Regions from separate parts of the Zea mays genome. Here region 1 is linked to region 2. The links are chromatin contacts, called in public Hi-C maps. All regions are on one chromosome and are shown on one strand. The core of a region is the stretch at or near the end of the contact, and the rest is flanking DNA. Distances in the headings are between cores, read along the strand shown. Region 1 holds the start of LOC100273400. Region 2 holds the start of LOC103640076.

Region 1 (6,621 bases), core at 2,347-4,846, 820 kb before region 2:
GTTACCTGGGATTTGGAATAGAGATGAAAGTCGATGCGTTAACTACTGTCAACTCACCTCTCTAAACGAGCAGTGCTTCCAACTGTATAAGCTAAGCGTTAACGCCATGCCAGTTGCTATCGCTACCAGAGAAGCACTAGCACAGGCGCACAGCCAGTACTGCCTTCTGCTCCATTTTTTCTTTAAACTAATGGTAGATGGAGACGGTTAGAGTCATAGACCGCCACTGCGTCTAGCTTGCCTACGTGTCTGGCATGATGGCCAAGCATGTTGGCGCCAGTTGTCGACCTAGCTAGCAGTGGTTCTATTCTATTTTCGTTGGAGCCATGCAACACGCAGTCCGGGCCGGGCCGGATCGGCTCGATGCAGCGTGCCAATGTGCACTGCACGGGTATTTTGGTTCCATGTCACATCAAATATTCGAACGACTATAATCTAATTATATTAAAAAAACTATTTACATAATGAAAACTAAACGACAGTGATGCCATTACCCGGACGGCGACGGACGGCGATGGCTCTGGCGAGCCCCGGGCGGCGGCGGTGGGCAAAGCCGGGCGCGGGCGGCTCGAGGCGCGGCGGCGGCGGCGCGCTGTGCGGGGTCGGGGCAGGTGTGCGGCCGTCGGGGCGGCGGCGCTCTGTGAGCGCGGGCGTCGGGGCGGCGGCGCTCTGTGAGCGCGGACGTCGGGGCGGCGGCGCGCTGGCGTCGGGGCGGCGGCGCGCTGGCGTTGGGGCGGCGGCGCGCTGGCTTCGGGGCGGCGGCGCCCTGTGCGTCGGGGCATCCGCGGCGGACCGGGCAGGTGGCCGGCGAAGGTCCTGGCGGCGGCGGCGCGGAGTCGTTAGAACGCGTGTGTGCGTGCGTGTGTGCGTTGGCTGTGTGCGCGGCCGGGGGGCCGCGCGGGGGACGGCCGTTAGAGGGCGTCCACTTATTTCCGACGGTCCAGTTGGCCAGCCGTCGGAAATAGGCTTATTTCCGACGGGGGGTTGAGAAGCCGTCGGAAATAGTCTTATTTCCGACGGCTGGCCGTGGGCCGCCGGAAATAGACTTATTTCCGACGGTACCCTAGGAACCGTCGGAACTAGTGGAGGCCGTCGGAAATACATCGTTTTCCTGTAGTGAATATGTGTTTGGATTTTGGAGTTGGGAATTCGATCCCAAAACAACACTACATTGCATGAATTTAAGGAAGCCAAAGAAGGGAGTACCATTCCACTGTCCAGAATTCAAATGGTTCCAGGAAAAAAAAAAACTGCAACTCGTGCGCTTGGGTGAAATAATTTCACCATTGCACTAATCTTGGACCAATACTTTTGGTTGCGATTCTAGCAAGACAAACAGTCTCTAGAGTCTAGATACGCTTCAACTGTCCCTGACCGAAGTAAGAACACATCCAATGCCAACAAAAAAGGGGGTGTCTCTAGTTCACGGTAGGCAACTTTTGAAGGCTCCCTAGATGGCCACCATATCACCACAGGTGCGCATGAACAGGATGGATCCAGCGAACACACCAAGAGCCTTCGCCAACTTCTGTTACAGGCAAAAGAAGATGACGACAACAACAACAGGGCATTTAGTGATCATAGAGTTTCTCGGACAAAAAGAAGTACCAACAGAAAAAAAAGTTCTCGATCAAGGCTTATAATAAATGTTGTAATGAAATGGTTAGACAAATTAAATACCAAACGAAGTTAAACAGTTTACGAAAATAATTTGAAGGCGAAAACTTGCAGCCAAGCCAGATAAATGTAGGTCTAGCCTAGTCTAGATAAACATGTGGAGCAGAGATGTTATGTGCAGTCTAGATATTTCTCTTGGTATATATCTTGGCTTGTTGAATGCAAAACAGTGGCTGCATGGTTGTAATGTTTCACACATCTTCAAAAAAAAAAAAAAAACCCACCGAAGTTGACTAAACAGCCCCTACCCGTAACATCATTTTTCTCCTCATGCCTTCACATTGGTCGGACAGACTTTGTGAAACAGTACGGAAACAAAATCCAGGTTTATTGGTTATGTGCCAGGAACAGAGATAACCAAGGTTTTCTGCAACAACAAGGATAGATGAAATGAAGAATACGGCCTATATTTTCTGTAATTTACAGTACAGCCAAGATCTATGTCTTTTTTTTATATGAAGAAATGGGTTATGGTCAAAAAAATAAAGATAACCAAGGTTTTCTGCAACTTTTTTATTTATTTTACGTCTTCTGCAGCTTGATGAAAAGAACGTATGTATTCTGTAATTTGCACTACAATCAAGATCTATTTCATTGAAAAATGGGTTATGTGCCAGAAGCAAAGATAACCAGGGTTTTCATCAACTATTGATAAGATAATTAGAACCTATATTAAAGAGTCGCTCCCACACCAAGGGATAGTTTAAACTGACACTTGAGCCTGATGTAAGTCAATTCATTGGCATATGACTATGAGAGAGAAAACTGAACCCAAGCTGATGCAAAAATAGCAGATCGAGGAAGGTACGTACAAGTTAATAAGCTAGAGCTCACACTACGCAACCCAACAGTAAGAGCCTCAATGATGAAAGTAAGGGACTCCAAACAAAAGGGGTCCAGCGAACATAACTTGCGTTAGTTTCAACCATGACACCAACAACAAACACAGTCAGACATTAAGCGAACACGAACTGCAGCAACTTAATCGCATCAATTTCCTCCATATAACGTAATTATGCTCCAGGACAGTCACATATACACAAGAAATTTGCAAAGCACAATCGTAGATGGCTATCTGTGCAAGCAAATTAGTGAGACAACTATACTCAGCAATCAGTATGCGCGCAACTAATCACAGAAGACATGCAGGAGAAACAGAACAGGAAGTCTAAGACAACTCACGATAACGTAACAATCGTCATGCTCAAACTCAATCCTAGTACTATTTTACCAACAAGGCAGTGAGATCAGTCGCCAACGTTGCAGGTTATTAAACCGAAAAACTTTTACAATCTACCATTGTCCCAAGTTAGCAATCCCGAACCGTGAATCGTTGGTACCAGTACCAAGTCAAGAATCAAAGCGAAGTGCGAACGAAAAAAATGTGTGAGATGAGGGTTGCTGACCTTGTTTTTGGCCCAGTTCCTCTCGTCGTAGAGCTGGGAGTACAGGAACACGGTGAGCTTGTCCCACGCCTCCGTCACCGCCGCAACTGGCCCCGCCATGATCCCGCTCTCCGATCGCCCTCCGCCTCTTCTCCGATGGGTTTCTGAAGGGTTTTGCTCTTTCGCCTCTAGAAATGAGTTCGTTGTTTCTTGCGCTGCGTTGCGGCGGTAATAACCTGAGGGCTGTTGCCGGTTGGAGCCTTGAAGGTCGTCTTAATGGGCCGTTTGAGCTTTTCCTCCCAGATTAAAAAAACGTAATGGGCCTTTCCTCCCAGATAAAATAAGATATGGTCCAATTTAGGCCCAAGGGTAAAAAAAACGAAATCCTCCTATGAATCGACTCCGCTCCGCTGGGATCGAAAACCTTTAGCCAGTAGAGAACGGCCACGTGTGCAGGATGGATCAGGCAGCGCACCTCGACCAAGAAAGATTGCCGCGGCCGGCTTGCGCTAGGCCACTGATTGGGTTGGCAGCGCGCCGCGGCAGCAGAGGGGGAGAGAGAGAGGCAGAGCGAGCGAGCGAGAGAGCGCTGGTCATGGCGTCACTGTCTGTCGCCGCCGTGGCGGCCACCATAGCGATGCCAAGCAGCAGCGGTGGGAGAGGGCGCCGTCTCAGGGTCGCGTCCATGGCCACCCAGAAGGGCCAGAAGCCGACGCCCAAGACCGTCTCCGGCACGAGAAGATCGGTAAGCCATTTCCTACGTACGCCTCTCATTTGTTGAGTCTCAAGATCGGCGGGTGACAACGGTGGGAGCGCGCGTGCAGGGCACGACGACGGTGTTCCCGGTGGGCGAGCCGGGCCCGCGGCCGGCGACGACGAGCGGCAAAGCGCCGGTTAAGCTGCTGACGAACGTGGAGAAGCTGCGGCTGCTGACCAAGGCGGAGCGCGCGGGCCTGCTGTCGGCGGCGGAGCGCGCGGGGCTGTCGCTGTCGGCGATGGAGCGGCTGGGCCTACTGTCCAAGCTGGAGGAGCTGGGCGCGCTGTCGGCGGCCACGGACCCCGGCACGCCCGGCGCGCTGCTTGCGCTCGCGCTCCCGCTGCTGGCCGCGGGCCCCGCCGTCGTGTACCTCGTCCCCGAAGAGCAGGCGTGGCAGGTGGCGCTGCAGGCCGTCGCCGCGCTCGTCTGCGTGGTCGGAGGCGCCGCCGCGGTGGCCGCGTCCACGTTTGTGTCCAGGCTGCAGGGCTCCTCCAGCTGACGAGCGCATTTGCAGCCGTATCTAATTTCCCGTGCATGGCTAAGCAGAGAATTGCTCTATGCTTATAACGTAATAAATAGTGCGTGCGTTGCAACGGGAACATATAATATCACGATAACTTATATATAAAATGTGTGTTATACTGTTATTAGAAAAGATTTCATAATTTATTTATGATCCTAACCATACATAAATTTTGTTATTTTAATCTAGTTGTTTCACCACTACATTGTGACCATCAGTGCCATGTAGATTTCTATGTATGCTATGATTTGCATGGCCTTGTCGTTGGAGAGCACGTCCCACACCTGACGGAAGAAGTTTCCTCATACATCGTCAGTCATCAGGCACGCACCAACGTACGTTTTTGCTTAAACAAAAAGACAAGTGTGTGTTTGCGAAGAGAATTAAAGACGGACAGGCACAAAAGCTACCCTCGACGGTGGCGAGGATGACGAACTGGTCATTGCTGTCGATACTCATCTGCGTCACCTCCGGTGCCGAGATGAGCCACTATCCTTGATACAGTAGTCGTCAAATGCGCGCGACATGGAGAGCCTCGACGAATCTTGGCTAGGCTGCTAGACGAACTGCACCTCAGGCTCATCAGCGAGGTAGCACACCTGGCCGTTGCACCGCCGGTTGCGCTCCTCCCGTACATACATCGTGTTTTAGGACACTCACACAACGTCAGCAACGACTGTCGTCCCAGCACACAAGAATTCATGGCCGGTCAGTAGCGACTTATGTGGCAGGTCGGGCTTCAGGTCGACGATGAGTTGGACGATAATGATGACATCGTCGTCGGATGCGATGCCTAGAACAACCTAGGAGTCGCCGACGTTGGCGACGACCATGAGGTCTCTTGCTTGATGATGGACAGCGCGGTGCAGGCACTCTGGACCACGTCCTAGCGATGGCTGCGCCGAAGCTTGTCGTCTATAGCGATGCATGCGACCACGTAGGACTGCTTCTAGAGGTCGAACTGACAGTCACCAAGCTTCTTCTCGCCGTCGATGAGCGACGCCAACGTACGCGCCTCCTGCTAGTGTGTTTATTCGGGGTTTCCGAGGCGACGCCAACGTACGCGCCTCCTGCTAGTGGTGTTTATTCGGGGTTTCTGAGTAAGAAACATGGATTCATCCTTAGCGCTGGTTTATGAAAATGACTCACAAGTTCCTTGAGAAAAAATATTACGGAGAATAAATATCACGCGTGCAAAAAAGAAATTTAAGTTGAAAACATTATTCAAACAAGAGAAATTGCATGCAAGGCTCTTCTTTAAATACTACTCCTTTCATCCAAAAATATTCAAGAATGTAAGTGATACTTATCTACTACTATTTCAAGTATTGGAAATATAATATCACATATGCAAAATCGAGAGCTATTTACCAAATGGACTGAATCAAGTGCAGAAACAGAAGAACTATGTAATTTCTAATTGCCCGTGCGTTGTCACGGAAGTTAAAATTTAGTATAAAACATTGCAGGTTAAATAAGAAAGAAAATACAAGATTTGTTTTGCAAAATTATGACGTGGAAAAAACTTTATAGGAGTAAAGAAAAGCAAAGAAATGACTTCTATGTCTAGTAGAGAAGGAATCTTTGTAATTGGTTGATTTCGGGTGGATAATCTCTGTTGCCTTCACATGTTAAATTTTATGGGTAATACATACTATTTATTATCCAAGAGCTACTACCAATGTAAAATTTCGTCGACTTTATCTTAAGACCACCTTTCCAGATAGACAACTACGCCACGATTGAAAACGACACGTGTTTAGGCCCGCGAGTCCGCGAAATTACTAACGGAATGGACCTGATTACCAAAAACAGTTTCCTTATGTACGATCAGGAAAAATACGCACACATATTCCAACATAACGACTTCGTTTCAATATTTATGACCACTAGAGACCAAGATACAACATAGGATAACAAAATGTATTAATCCCAAGAACCGTAGCTTCAAGCTGTGGACATAGTCGTTCAAAGTTTCACCGTGTCTTATTATGACTAATCAAATACCATCAATGGAATAAAAATCATGAATAATCCCAATAGAGGCAGCTTAGGCAGACACACCACCACGACGACACTCGTTCAACATGTTAAGGTTAAACTGCATCAACCGAAAAAGCCAGTGACGACATCATCAAATCAGTATATGGAGGGAGAGGGAGGATCGCGGCCATCGCGATGGCTCATGGGGGAGGATCGCGACTAGGCTCGTGGGGGAGGATCGCGGCCATCGTGTGAAACAGTAAGGCGCTATCTATCTTTTGTTTCGAGGGTGAGGA
Region 2 (6,907 bases), core at 3,587-6,086:
CATGTACCTCGCGGATTTGCTCGAGCTGTGCGTCCTGACCCCCCACAGGGACTGGGACCACAGCTAGCTCCCGAAGGATGTCAACGCGAGGCGCAGGCCTAGGGGGATCACCGTCCTCCGGCATACCAAGATGGTTGCCTTCGTCGAGACCCCCTAGATCGACGTGGAAGCATTCGCGACTTGGGCCACAGTCCTCGTCGCCGAGGCTGTGGCTGCTATCGGAGCCATCGGAGAGGCAGTAGTCACATGCGGTCATAAAGTCCCGCATGGCACTGGGGTTATCGAGCCCGGAGAAATCCCAACCAGAGTCGAGCTCGTCATCTTCCTCGGAACCCAGAGGCCCGTAGGTCGAGACGGCCGACAGCCGGTCCCAGGGTGACCGCATATGATACCCCGAAGGGTTTGGACATGCCTTTATAAAAGCGTCCACCGAAGCGGGGTCGCTTGGTGGGTCGCAGCTGAATTTAAAAGCATGGGATGGGAAATGGACGGTACCTCTTGATCGACGGGTGGTGACGAAGTCGCGTCAGGGACGGGCTGCACCGTTGTCTCAGGTACGAGGCTGATGCCCAGCAAGTCCTTCGCGAGCGTGCTGGCGTCGTCCGTCTGCTTGGGGTTGGCGTGTTGCGGGGAGACGACGCTCGTCTTCGTCTCAGACGCGAGGTCAACGCCCGACGTGTCCCCCGCTGGGGCGCCGGCGTCGTCGACTCGCTCGACAGCCGACGAGGTACCGCCTCCTGCTTGGCCATGCCTGCCCCGCCTCCTCCTCCGTCGGCGGGGAAGGTGATGGGACAGACCCGGATGTTGTTCTTCCATTACGTGGGGAAGACGTCGTCGATTCCGCCGCCGACGGGCGGGCTGACGACCGCCATTGTCGTTGTCGCGCGGCGGAGGAATGAGTACCATGTCGTAGCTGTCGTCGAGGGACATGAACTCAAGACTCCCGAAACGAAGCATCATCCTGGGTTGGAGAGGTTGCTGGAGACTACCCATCTGGAGCTTGACGGGAAGCTGCTCGTCAACACGCAGCAGGCCCCTACCTGGGGCTTCCTATGGCGCCCGGGGCTGGACTTAGCTGCTGTCAGCCTCACTCTGTCGAGTGGCACAGCAGTCGGAGCGGCGCAGGCGGCGCTGTTTTCCCGTCAGGTCGGTCAGTGGAGCGGCGAAGTGACTGCGGTCACTTCGGCTCTGTCGACTGAAGAGCGCGCGTCAGGATAAGGTGTCAGGCGATCGTTGCATTAAATGCTCCTGCGATACGGTCGGTTGGCGTGACGATCTGGCCAAGGTTGCTTCTCCGCGAAGACTGAGCCTCGGGTGAGCCGAAGGTGCGTCCGTTGCTTGAGGGGACCCTCGGGCGAGACGTGAATCCTCCTGGGTCGGCTGCCTTTGCCCGAGGCTGGGCTCGGGCGATGCGAGATGGTGTCCCTTGAGCGGACGGAGCCTTGACCTGAATCGCGCCCATCAGGCCTTTGCAGCTTTGTGCTGATGGGGGTTACCAGCTAAGATTATGAGTCTTGGGAGTACCCCTAATTATGGTCCCCGACAATTACATATTTTAATTCTCATAGATTATGATGTATTTTCAATTGTTTATCCAAGTTGTCGTGAAAAAAATGCTTGAAATTGTTCATACGCTGGTTTATGGGAAATAATTGAGTGAGGTTGTTGTTGTTGGGTGTGTTCTTGTGCTCAATCAAAGAGTCCGAGCCTGAGTCTGTGTTGGGAACTTGCTGTGTTGGAAACTTGCTACGCACATTTATCATATCACCTAAGAAATTTGGAAGTAAAAGTTTATGAATTGTTACCACTAGACGCGTTGGAAGAAATTAGTTCATTTTCCCTCAAAATCCTCTCTAAACTAGAAGGGAAATTGAGTTTGCAAGAGTCTTTATTGCAAGAGTTTAGTTTTGACAAACATAATGGGGTTATAGTTTTTTTCTTCTGAAAATAATAAACTTTTTTCAATTTAGGTTGTGACATTTTTCCTCGGCTTATCACCGTTCACCTCAACTTATCAACAACCATTCTGTGGACCTATAACACGTCCCATGGACCATGGTTCGTGTGGATCATCCCTCGATACCTCGCTCACTCAAGTTCGTCCTTTCTTTAAGCTAGACTAGAATGGGCTAGACGAAAAACTGCAGAAATTTTGGTTCTTTATTCTTAAAGGCATGTTTGTTTCAGCTTATAGATTATATAATCTGAATTATAATCTAAATTATATAATCCAGATTATAATCTAGATAATTTACAATCTACATGTAGTTGTTTAGTAGTCTAGATTATACAAATGTAGATTATTCACAAAGATAACATTATCCTTGTTTGTTTATTTGAGGTGAGTAAAGAAGAATGACATATATTGTAATTTCTATTTACATAACCATAGGTAGTAGGTCTTTTACCAAAAATAATCTCAATTAAACTACTCTTTAGGAGATTATGAGATTAGCATAATCTGGGCTTTAGATTATATAATCTAAACCTATAATCTAGGTGTTTGTTTATCTGCTGGATTATTTGCGTTGGATTATATAATTTGGAGAGATTATAATCCGAAACAATCAGGGCCTAAGTGTAGTTATATAAGTAATTGATTATCAATTGTAAGTACATATCTTACTCATGTACAAATCTCTTGAAACACTGTACATAAGGGCTAATTTGAAAACTCTATTTTTTAAGGAATTTCTATTTTTCCGAAAAAATGAACTAATTTCTATTGAAAAATAGGTTTCCAAACTAACCCCTAATCATTACATTTTCAGGCCATTTTTAGACGTGTATTTTAAAAGCTCCTCCTCTTAAAACACACTTAATTTTTGGAGACGGGTCTAAGGATCTTCTCAGGAGACCTTCTAGATTTACAACATGGTTGTTGTTTTTAATGACTCCACAAATATACAACCGCCTCTAGCTAGATTTTCTACTCCCTCTATTCCAAATTAAAATTTATCTTGAGTAATTAATAGATTCACACAATCACTACTGGAATTTGGCTCTTTACCGAATGTCAAATGTTTTATTGAGTGTTTTTTCGGGCACTCGGCAAAGAAGCTTTTTGTCGAGTGCTTTTTTTCAACACTAGGCAAAGACAATTTAAAAATCACATTTTAATACAGTAAATTAATTCAGATGAAAAAAATTTCAACTACAAATTTGTATAACTCATCATGATATACAATTTATATTTTGAACATTTCTTTATATGACAAAATAAAAGTAAATTTGTTCATAAAACTTATATCTCTCTCGTAGTTCATGAAACTACAAGAGAGATGTATAAGATTTGTGCATATTATTAGAACCATCATGTGGGATGAATAAATGGCTAAACAAATAAAATAAACTTTGTAGATCTTGAGAAGTTATAGAATTTTGTAGTTGGTAAATTTTTTATTGAAAGTCATCTTGTCAGCGAAAACTACGTTTGAATTAAAAAAAATTAAAATTTCAATTTTGAAAACGATCTCGAAAGAAAAAACTATCAACATGAAACTTGTATGTATTGAAGAATTATGAAACTTTGTAGTTGACAATGTTTTGATTTGAAATCATCTTGTCATACAAACCTATATTTAAATTTTGATTTTTTTTCAAACTACCTCGGATGGAAAAACCACCAAAATAAAATTTGTTGGTCTTGAAATGTAATGAAACTTTGTAACTGGCGATTTTTTGATTTGAAATCATCTCATCATAGAAAAATTCGTGTGAAGTGTTCAAATTTGAAATTCAAATTTTGTAAACAGCTTCTGATGTAGAAAATATCAAAATAGAAGTTGTGTATCTTGAAAAGTTATGCAACTCTATAGTTGACAACATTTTCAATTGAATTCATTTAGTGCCTCAAATAATCAAATTACTCTCGATTTGTTATAATATATGAGGAATGAAAACGTAATATAAGCACAATTGATGTAGTAGTGTAGTGGTAGAGGAAGTTATGCGCACGTGTGAGGTTGTGAGTTCGAATCTCACATTCACAAAATACGTAAATTTGAAATGAAAACGTAATATAAGCACAATTGATGATGTAATAGCGTAGTGGTAGAGCAGGTTATGCGCACACGTGAGGTTGTGAGTTCGAAGTTCGAATCTCATATTCACAAAACACGTAAATTTGATTAAAAATGGTGAAAATGATAGGACCGATGTGTAGAGCAATGGCGGTGGTTGGGGGGGAAGCTGTCTCCCTAATTTTGAAAAATGTTTTGCTGTTTTTTTGGGTTTTTTGTGATTCTTAATTTACCGAGTGTTTTTTGACACTCGCCCGAAAAAAGTACTCGAAAAAAAAATCATTTACCGATAAAATATTTGCCGAGTGTGGCTTTGCCGAGTGTATAATGGTCTTTGCCGAGTGTCTGAGACACTCGACAAAAAAGGCGAGTTCGGTAGTGAATATTTGATGTATGTGTTTTATATATGTGTCTAGATTTATCATCATATATTTAAATATATATAAAAAACAAGGCTAAAACTAATAGTACCGTGGGACGGAGGGAGTACTAGGTTTGTCTTCTAAAATCACTTATAAATTATTTAATTTAAAACATTTAAACTATATATATATATATTTGTATTAAAAAATACTTATAAAATCTCATACATTTGAAAGTGTATTTAGAAAATTGCGTTAAAGTGAATGCGGCACATATTTGTGATTGGAGGGAATATTCGGTCGCGTAAATTTAAACTCGAAACAAGCTGTCACGTACGTACTGTTTTCCAGCTCAACATACCAACCTGACGCGACGTCATGCACAGCTTCCGATATCACAACACACGGACACGGGGGGAAGGGCATGGGCCAACGGCCCACCATTCAGTGGCAATAACAAAAAGGCCCAGCGTCAGCCGTCTCGTACGTCACCCGGTTCATGGTTGCGAGAGAGGCGGCGCGGCCACGAGTCCGGGACCGGCTCCTCAGAAACCGGCCGCCTATCTCTCCCCCTTCCCTCCGTGTTCGTCGGCCCCGGCCCCATATTTTCTCTAGCCTTGCTCGTGTGGCTGGAAGAGTGGAGATCGGGGAAGCGTTTGTGTTGGGTACGTAGTACAGATCGTGATGCTTTCTTTCCTTGAGATCGTTGCATTGCGTCAGGGATTGATGTTAATATAGATTTGGGTTTCGTTGATCCTCACCTGCATTGCCGTGTTGCATGCGCGTGCACTCAGCACTCTGGACGGCCGAGCCCGACATGGACCGCGACGAGGAGGTGGGCCACGGCGACCGCTCGCTCCTATTCATCGGCGATGAGGACGATCTCGGCGTCGACCGGGACGGCGGATCCCCGCCGACCTCCTCCGACGATGGATCATTCTCCGACCGGAGCGACGCCGAGACACGCGCCGGCCATGTCCGGCGTCGCGACGGCGGCGAGCGTGAGGACACGCCCGAGGACGGCCAGAATGGCGCGTGGCCGCAGAGTTACAGGTTCGTCAACCAGCCGCCTCGCCGTCCACATCTCTTCCACGATTCGGAGCTGACGCCGTTTCCTCGGCGGCGTTCTCGTTTCGCATGCAGGCAGTCGATCGACATGCTGAGCGCGGTGCCGTCGCCGACGATGAACTCGATCATGGCAGCGAGCCCGAGCCTGACCAGATTCGGCAGCTCCTTCCTCAAGGCCGGGAGCTCCTTCTTCCTGAGGAAAGGCGAGGGCTCGGGGCTGCCGCTCACCAGGCCGCTGCTGCCGCCCTCGCTCCCGCAGCTGTCGCAGTCGTCGTTGCACCCGCAGCCGCGGCCCGTGAAGCAGTCCACGGACAGCCTCGCCCAGGCGCCGCGGTGGCCGGCTGCGCACGAGGCGGAGCTGCCCGAGAGACCCTCCAGGCAATGCCTGAAATCCGATTATATCGAGCTTCCTCCGCCTGCTAGCAAGTGCAGCAGGAACCAATCAATCATCAATGGTGCGTGACCAGTTGGATCTTGAATTCTCAGGTGTTAGAGTAATCAGCTTATGGAATCAATCATCAATGCTGGTCGAATTTCTAGGGTTCAATGTGCTGTGCGGCGTTGGAATTCTCACCACGGCTTATGGAATCAAGGAAGGGGGATGGCTAAGCCTCCTGCTGCTCCCCTTGCTGGGTGGCAGCTCGTGCTACACGGGCTTGCTTCTCAAGAGGTGCATAGACAGTTCGCCCAACATTGAGACATACCCAGACATTGGACAAGTCGCTTTCGGAATCTTTGGTCGGATCTTTGTATCGGTGTGTATACCTTGAAAAACACAGATTTCTCTTCGAAAGTCAGCTCACCTGTTGTTTACCTCACTGATCGCATCTCTTTTTTTCAGGTTGTCCTGTACATGGAGCTTTATGTAAGTGTGCTCTCTGAACTCTAAAACTTATTGTGAATGGCCTTGGTTGTCGAACACAAGTGATTTTTATGTATATATTTTTTTTGCAGGCAAGCTGCGTGGAGTACATTACGCTGCTAGGAGACAGCTTGTCGTCAGTGTTTCCCTCAGCGCATTTAGCTTTCACTGGCATCGACCTGAACGCGCACAATCTCTTTGCAACCACAATGGCCTTGGCAATCCTCCCATCAGTCTGGCTCAGGAACCTCAGTCTCCTCTCATATCTTTCTGGTATGTAAAAAAATGTGGAATTGCTTCTTACTCCCTCTGTACTGATCATAGGAATGTAGTTAGAATTGACTCGTATCACTGATAGTTCAGTCAGTTTATGATCAACAAAAGTAATCTTTGAGCGAAAGAAGGATTGTTCCTGACTCCTGACCGTCTCTGTATGTACTCAGCTGGAGGCGTGATCGCGACGATCACGGTCATCGTCTGCCTATGCTGGGTTGGCATCGGAGAAGGAATTGGGTTTCGCTTTTCCGGTGCTGTAGTGAACGTGACCCACCTTCCAGTGGCACTCGGCCTGTATGGGTACTGCTACTCAGGAC

What was found. Hi-C and Micro-C count contacts between places; a contact is called where the count stands out from the background.
Region 1: a Hi-C map of ear shows a contact between it and region 2, with 2.1 times the contacts expected there. The contact joins the promoter of LOC100273400 here to the promoter of LOC103640076 in region 2. A contact is called at or near these places in 2 of 25 Hi-C or Micro-C datasets (ear and leaf).

What each region holds. Positions count from the first base shown.
Region 1 is chr1:160,692,386-160,699,006 of Zm-B73-REFERENCE-NAM-5.0, reverse strand. It overlaps LOC100273400, which reads left to right and starts at 3,596. Exons shown (of 2, transcript NM_001147837.1): 1 at 3,596-3,807; 2 at 3,887-4,544. The coding sequence starts at 3,658. The coding sequence ends at 4,318. It overlaps LOC100277202, which reads right to left and starts at 3,295. Exons shown (of 2, transcript NM_001328639.1): 1 at 3,084-3,295; 2 at 1,187-1,528. The coding sequence starts at 3,182. The coding sequence ends at 1,451.
Region 2 is chr1:159,870,542-159,877,448 of Zm-B73-REFERENCE-NAM-5.0, reverse strand. It overlaps LOC103640076, which reads left to right and starts at 4,836. Exons shown (of 12, transcript XM_008662727.3): 1 at 4,836-5,049; 2 at 5,179-5,437; 3 at 5,528-5,907; 4 at 5,993-6,207; 5 at 6,294-6,317; 6 at 6,407-6,587; 7 at 6,758-6,907. The coding sequence starts at 4,884.